2 separate regions of the Rattus norvegicus genome follow, and region 2 is linked to region 1. Evidence: chromatin contacts called from public Hi-C data. All regions are on one chromosome and are shown on one strand. The core of a region is the stretch at or near the end of the contact, and the rest is flanking DNA. Distances in the headings are between cores, read along the strand shown. Region 1 holds the start of Psma1 (proteasome 20S subunit alpha 1). Region 2 holds the start of LOC134483775.

The links. A called contact is a pair of places that touch in the nucleus more often than the background predicts.
Region 2: a contact with region 1 is called in a Hi-C map of Schwann cells, with 3 times the contacts expected there. The contact joins the promoter of LOC134483775 here to the promoter of Psma1 in region 1. A contact is called at or near these places in 4 of 12 Hi-C or Micro-C datasets (Schwann cells, kidney and liver) and 1 of 1 datasets of contacts at active chromatin or transcription factors (oligodendrocytes).

The regions. Positions count from the first base shown.
Region 1 is chr1:177,886,275-177,889,322 of GRCr8, forward strand. It overlaps Psma1 (proteasome 20S subunit alpha 1), which reads right to left and starts at 1,583. Exons shown (of 10, transcript NM_017278.1): 1 at 1,493-1,583; 2 at 1-39. The coding sequence starts at 1,495. It overlaps LOC134485165 (a long non-coding RNA gene), which reads left to right. Exons shown (of 2, transcript XR_010063136.1): 2 at 1,013-1,590.
Region 2 is chr1:178,039,982-178,043,029 of GRCr8, forward strand. LOC134483775 reads right to left here and starts at 1,507. Exons shown (of 2, transcript XM_063279456.1): 1 at 862-1,507. The coding sequence starts at 1,368. It overlaps Pde3b (phosphodiesterase 3B), which reads left to right and starts at 1,226. Exons shown (of 16, transcript NM_017229.2): 1 at 1,226-2,453. The coding sequence starts at 1,524.

The DNA of each region.
Region 1 (3,048 bases), core at 333-2,832:
GCTCCAAACAGTGACATCGTTGTCATACTGGTTGCGAAACTGAAAGTGGAAGAAAGATTAATATGAGAACATTACAATTTTCAAATTTTAACAATAAGACATGTGTTTCAATTGTTGAAGCCTCTCTGCTAGTGCAGCTTTCCTGAGACACTATTAGAGTGCTCAGTTTGCAATGCAATTCTACCTTAATCATGTACAGGCTGTCGGGATGAATGGACTAGGGTCTTCCTACCTTCATATTCTGCCATTCTCCATAGCACTTCCCTCGGGCAGTCAAGTGCTAAAGAATGCACACTTTGCTCATACTACTCTCTTACACAGGGCTCTAATAATTTGGCAAAGGGCTTTTCTTTAAGTCGACTTAAATGTCTATCTCTTGAAGGTTTCTTCTTTTTTCCGAAAATTCTCAGCACAATTTTCCAGCAGAGCTAAAGTCTCATGCAGCCCAGTTTGGCCTTCATTTGCTATATACCTGGGAGAATGATCCTGAAGTCCTGCTTCAGCCTCCCAAGTGCTCAGATCACAGGTGTCTGCCATCATGCTCAACTATATATATTTTTCCCCCTTCTCTCTCTTTCCGACTCGGATTCTACACTCTGGCTGTCCTGGAACTCACTGTGAGTTAGGCTAGCCTCAAACTCACGAATTCTACCTGTCTCTGCCTCCTGAGTGCTGGGATTAAACTCAAGCACCACAACACCCGGTCTTTTACATACCTTTTTATCTTTATAGTATGATTAAAGTTACGTTTGGCTTAGCTTTGAGCTTTCTTCCTGTACTTTACCACTGGATGAACAAACACACGAATTCTCAGTAAAAAGGTGGCCACAAATAGCTACCGTGGCAGAACCACTATAGCTATAATGTCATTACTAAAGCAAGTTTGTCGGCCCTTGGGAGTATAATATTCATGAGGGTAAAAAGACCAAGAGTTTGCATGGCAGACTCGACAGAAGCAGCCCAGGGCCCTACGTTGTAAACCTGATTCTATCACTTTCTCTTTCATCTCTAGGTAACAAAACAAAATGATTGTATGGAGCCTTTCCCTACGGCACTCTAATGAGACGGATAAAGCCAAATACACCCACAAGGAAGATGAACTTGGTCTGAAGACCTGACTGCAGGCTCTGGTCTGCACTGACGATGCCAGATGCACCCTTTCACCCCTATAGTCTCTCTCCTATGCAGATCACGAAGGACCATACAGCATCTTGGAATAGGCCACTTAAGTAAATTGGGAGGGAAGGACGACTGGCTGGCCGAGAAAGAAGCGCCTGGACCCCATGCAAAGTGGAGAAGCTGCGCGATAGGCCGCCTAGGTTACTGATCGCTTCCCGCCGGCCAGGCCGCAGATGCTGAATCACTGCAGGAGCATGTCCGTGAGGTAAGCTCCCTCTCCCACCGCCCCGCGCCTCAGGGAACAGAGGCCGATCCCCGACCAGGTCAGCTGACCTCAGCCCCAAACCCTCCGAGGACTCGGGGCTCAACACACCATAGCTCCGGCGAGGTTACAACCAGACACAGCAGCGGACACAGGAACACGGCCTCAACTACGGTTCGGTGATCGTCAAAGAAGGCTGCGGAGTCTTCACGGCGCCGACGCAGGAAGTGCAGTCTATCCCAGAGCCACGGATCAGCGTTTAACGCTTCCCCGCCCTCCAGCTCTGGGTGGGCGGGGCCTGCGAAAGCAGATAAAATGGGATTGGTGGGAAACCCGGGAATGCCTGTGCGCAGAGAGGGTTGGGGGCGTGGTTCCATGTCAAGCGCTGTGTTTCCGTGTTTCCCCCCTCCCCCCCCAGTGGATTGCAGATTCCCGCCAACTCTCGGTCCACTCCACTGAACATCGCCCCCAGCTAGGGATGGTGTGGCGGACCCGCATAGATTTCATCACAGTGCCCAGAGGTTTGGGAAGCAGCACGACTGAAAGAGGTTGCAGAAAAAGCCACAGAACCATTCATTCTCTCTCTCTCTCTCTCTCTCTCTCTCTCTCTCTCTCTCTCTCTCTCTCTCTCTCTCCCTCTCCCCCTGTCCCTCTTCCCACTCCCCAAACCCTCTCGTGTGTGTGTGTGTGTGTGTGTGTGTGTGTGTGTGTGTGTGTGTGTGTGTTCGTTCGTTTGTGGTCCTGGCCCCTGAATATCTTGAGTACTTGGCGAGCCCATCCTTAAAGGCTCCTTGGTGTCTCGTGGTCGTATTACTCATTTTGTGATCATTAGTTGCCATTGTAGGACCAGGTTTCTGTTCTGATATTTGATTTTCGCTGTCCACAACCAAATGCCATATATGATAGATTAGGCCACTAGGGGGAAGGTGCGAGTTTTCTTACGGATTTTTAAAGAGCATCTTTTGATTTATCCCCAAACGAAATCAAGACAGTTCTGTGCTCACTGATCTACCTAACATCTACAGACTGCCAGTTCTGTTGAAGAATAGAGTCAGGTCTTTAAGGATCTGAACTTCAAAGGAGGAGTAACACATCACTTAAATGTCTCTGTTCACAGTAATTAGTATCACATTCTAAATATCTTTATGTATGTGTATATATGTACATTTTTTGTTTTTACATATGTTTTTTGTGTGTTTGTGTCCCTGCATACACTTATGTGAAAGTCTGAAGACAATGTTGGTGATTATCTCCTTGCACTGTGTGGATTCTGGGATTGAACTTTAAATTGATAGATAGGGCTGTTTTGTTTGCCCAGCACCAGCACAGTGCCTAACACATATTAGGTAAATAATTTGTATTGCTGAATGAACAATGGATTTTGAATGAATGGGTAATTAAATGCTGATTTTAAAATAGTTGGGGAACCGACTGCAGAGTGCCATTTACAACCATCTGTAACTCTAGGGGATCTGGCTTCTTCTGGTTTCAGCGACACTTGTGCATACATGTTGTGCTTCTACATAGGTAAAACACTCATATACATAAAATAGTTTTTTTAAAGCACCCAAATTAGCACATCTACTTTTAGGATTTCTTTTTAAAAATGTTATAAAAATCTTCACAATTCTTTCCTATAGTCATGTGCCTCACAAATATGTTTTAAA
Region 2 (3,048 bases), core at 257-2,756, 150 kb after region 1:
GTTAATTCTTCAGTGATTTCTATTATGTGTGTGAATTATAACTATATATAAAAATGGTCTGCTTTAGGTCATGGCTGTGGGCTGAGCTTAATTGGTGAAAAATAGGCCTGTTTGTGGGATTTACCACACAGTAAGGTTTCTCATCTCCCTGGAAAAATGTGGAATTAGCTTTTTAAGAAAAGCAGGTCTGTCATGAGGTTGAAGGGGAGTTTTGGTGGAGGGAAACAGTTTACACCTTCTAAGGCAGTTATTACGTTGGATTCCAGGGCAATCCCCTTCGTTTAGCAAAATTCTTTTCTTCAACTTTTAAGTCTGTCTTTGGTAATATCACTTCTACTGTTGTCTTCTCCAGTGTCACCAGTTTCACAGGTCTTTCCCAGAAAATATATAATTGGCTTCTTTCAAGGCCAACACCATTCAAGTTGATGAGTGGTATTAAGACTATGGGACTCCCTTCCCTCCTCTCCCCCCAGAATACTGTTGCACAGAAAAATTCTCTCACTTGGAAAGAACTTTTGGGACAGCAAGTCTATGCTGTGGTGGAGTGACAGGGGTGTGAAGCAGCGCATGTCTGGCAAGGATGCCAAACACAGTGCTGGATATTAGTTCTTAGTCTCACTGAAAAGGAATTCAGGGAGACATGCTTGCTATCAGAGTGCACTCTCCAGGGCCCATCCCCTCTTGAAACCCTGAAGGGATTCAAGGCCTGCTGCTGGGCCCCAAATCTACCTTGGCTTGGAAGCCAGATGTGATTGATAGTGTTGAGTTTCTTCATTTTAGTCTGGCCTCAGTGTTGACTGAGCCTCCCCCTTCACATCTCCATTCACACAGTCTGAGGGCACACCATGAGCCCACTCTCACCTCACTAGGCACTGCCCTTGGGGTCCAGAGCTCATCGCTCTGTGGCAGTCCCAGGGGGGGGGGGGTACGTGATCCAACTTCAGCAGTCGAGCTCTCCGTGGCCACAGGGCGCTCCCCCAGGTGTCCGAGTCTGGGAGCCAGACGCGATGGCTGTCTCACTGGAGGGACCAAACGGGCCGCGGGCACGCGCTCACCCGCGGGGTCCCGGATGCGCATCCTGACGCGGGCGGCTGCCGCCCGAGAGGCGTCAAGCCGAGTCACAGGAGCGCGCGGGGCCGCCGGCGGGGCGCGCGCCCGGCAGGGGCAGCCGCGGGGGAGGAGCGCCCGATCGCGCGCCCAACGGACCAGGCTGCGGCCGTGAGGTAACTGTTGCAGCGCGCGGGAGCTGGGAGGCGACGCAGCCGTCTCCCGTCCCGAGCCGTGCCTGAGGGGAAAGGGAAAAGGCGTCCGCGGCAGCCGGCCCTGGGACACCGAGAATCCCCTCTCGCCGCTCTCCACTGCGGGCATGAGGCGGACGCCGCCGCCCCTCAGCCCGCGCGCCGGGGATCCGGGGCGGCGGCGGCGGCAGGCGCAGCCGTGACCGCTCTGCGAAGCTCGGGGCGCCCGGAACGGGGAGGGCGCGGGGTCGGCGAGCGCCAGCGGCCTCCCGGCAGCCCGGGGCTATGAGGAAGGACGAGCGCGAGCGGGACACGCCAGCCATGAGGTCCCCGCCGCCGCCGCCGCCGCCGGCCACGGCCACGGCCGCCTCGCCCCCCGAGAGCCTGCGCAACGGCTACGTGAAGAGCTGCGTGAGCCCGCTGCGGCAGGACCCTCCGCGCAGCTTCTTCTTCCACCTCTGCCGCTTCTGCAACGTGGAGCCGCCGGCGGCCTCGCTCCGCGCCGGGGCACGCCTCTCGCTCGCCGCTCTGGCCGCCTTTGTCCTGGCCGCGCTGCTGGGCGCGGGGCCCGAGCGCTGGGCGGCCGCGGCGACCGGGCTTCGGACGCTGCTGAGCGCTTGCTCGCTCAGCCTCAGCCCGCTCTTCAGCATCGCCTGTGCCTTCTTCTTCCTCACCTGCTTCCTGACGCGCGCGCAGCGCGGCCCGGACCGCGGCGCCGGCTCCTGGTGGCTGCTGGCGCTGCCTGCCTGCTGCTACCTGGGCGACTTCGCGGCGTGGCAGTGGTGGTCGTGGCTGCGCGGGGAGCCGGCGGCGGCGGCGGCCGGCCGGCTCTGCCTGGTGCTGAGCTGCGTGGGGCTGCTGACGCTCGCGCCTCGCGTGAGGCTGCGGCACGGAGTCCTGGTGCTGCTCTTCGCCGGCCTGGTGTGGTGGGTGTCCTTCTCCGGCCTCGGGGCTCTGCCGCCCGCGCTCAGGCCTCTGCTGTCGTGCCTGGTCGGGGGCGCGGGATGCCTGCTAGCCCTGGGCTTGGACCACTTCTTTCACGTCCGGGGAGCCTCACCTCCCCCGCGCTCGGCGAGTACCGCGGATGAAAAAGTGCCTGTGATCAGACCCCGGAGGAGGTCCAGCTGCGTGTCGCTGGGAGAAAGCGCGGCCGGTTACTATGGCAGTGGCAAGATGTTCAGGAGACCGTCGTTGCCTTGTATTTCTCGAGAACAGGTAGGGTTCTTGGGCGGGCATGGGTCTGGTAAGGGGAGAGCGGGGTGGACGAGAGGAGCGCGGGGTGGACCGCTTGCGTTGTCTCCGGAGCAGGAGCGCAGCTGCTAAAGAACCTGGGCTCTCTCTGCAGAAAGCAAGGGGCAGGAACCTGTGTTCTGGCTGGAAAGGCTGCCCCAGGACAAGGGACTCTTCCAAAAAAGCAGAAACCAGTGGCCTTTTACCATGAGTGGAAAGGAAATCATTCACCCTCTGACTCGGCTTATGCAGAGTTTTCAAGAATGAGGTGACCGACTTGAGGTTGACTGCTCCCACTTTGGACATACTAAGCTCCTACAAATAGCATTTTGGTACAAATTATCTGTTTGCTATTAAAATGAGGATGCCTGACTGGAGTTGACAAGCCGCCTTTAGAATACGAGTGTGCATGCAGATTTTTCAACAGCACAGGCTCCTCAGGAGTGGTGATGTGGGAGGACAAATGAGTATTTTCATAATTTAAAGAACAGAAATGAGCTTTAGAATTGAGACTTGGTTTAGATGAATAGACAGCAGTATACACCAATATAATTAAAAATGTTTTTACAGACTAACTCAT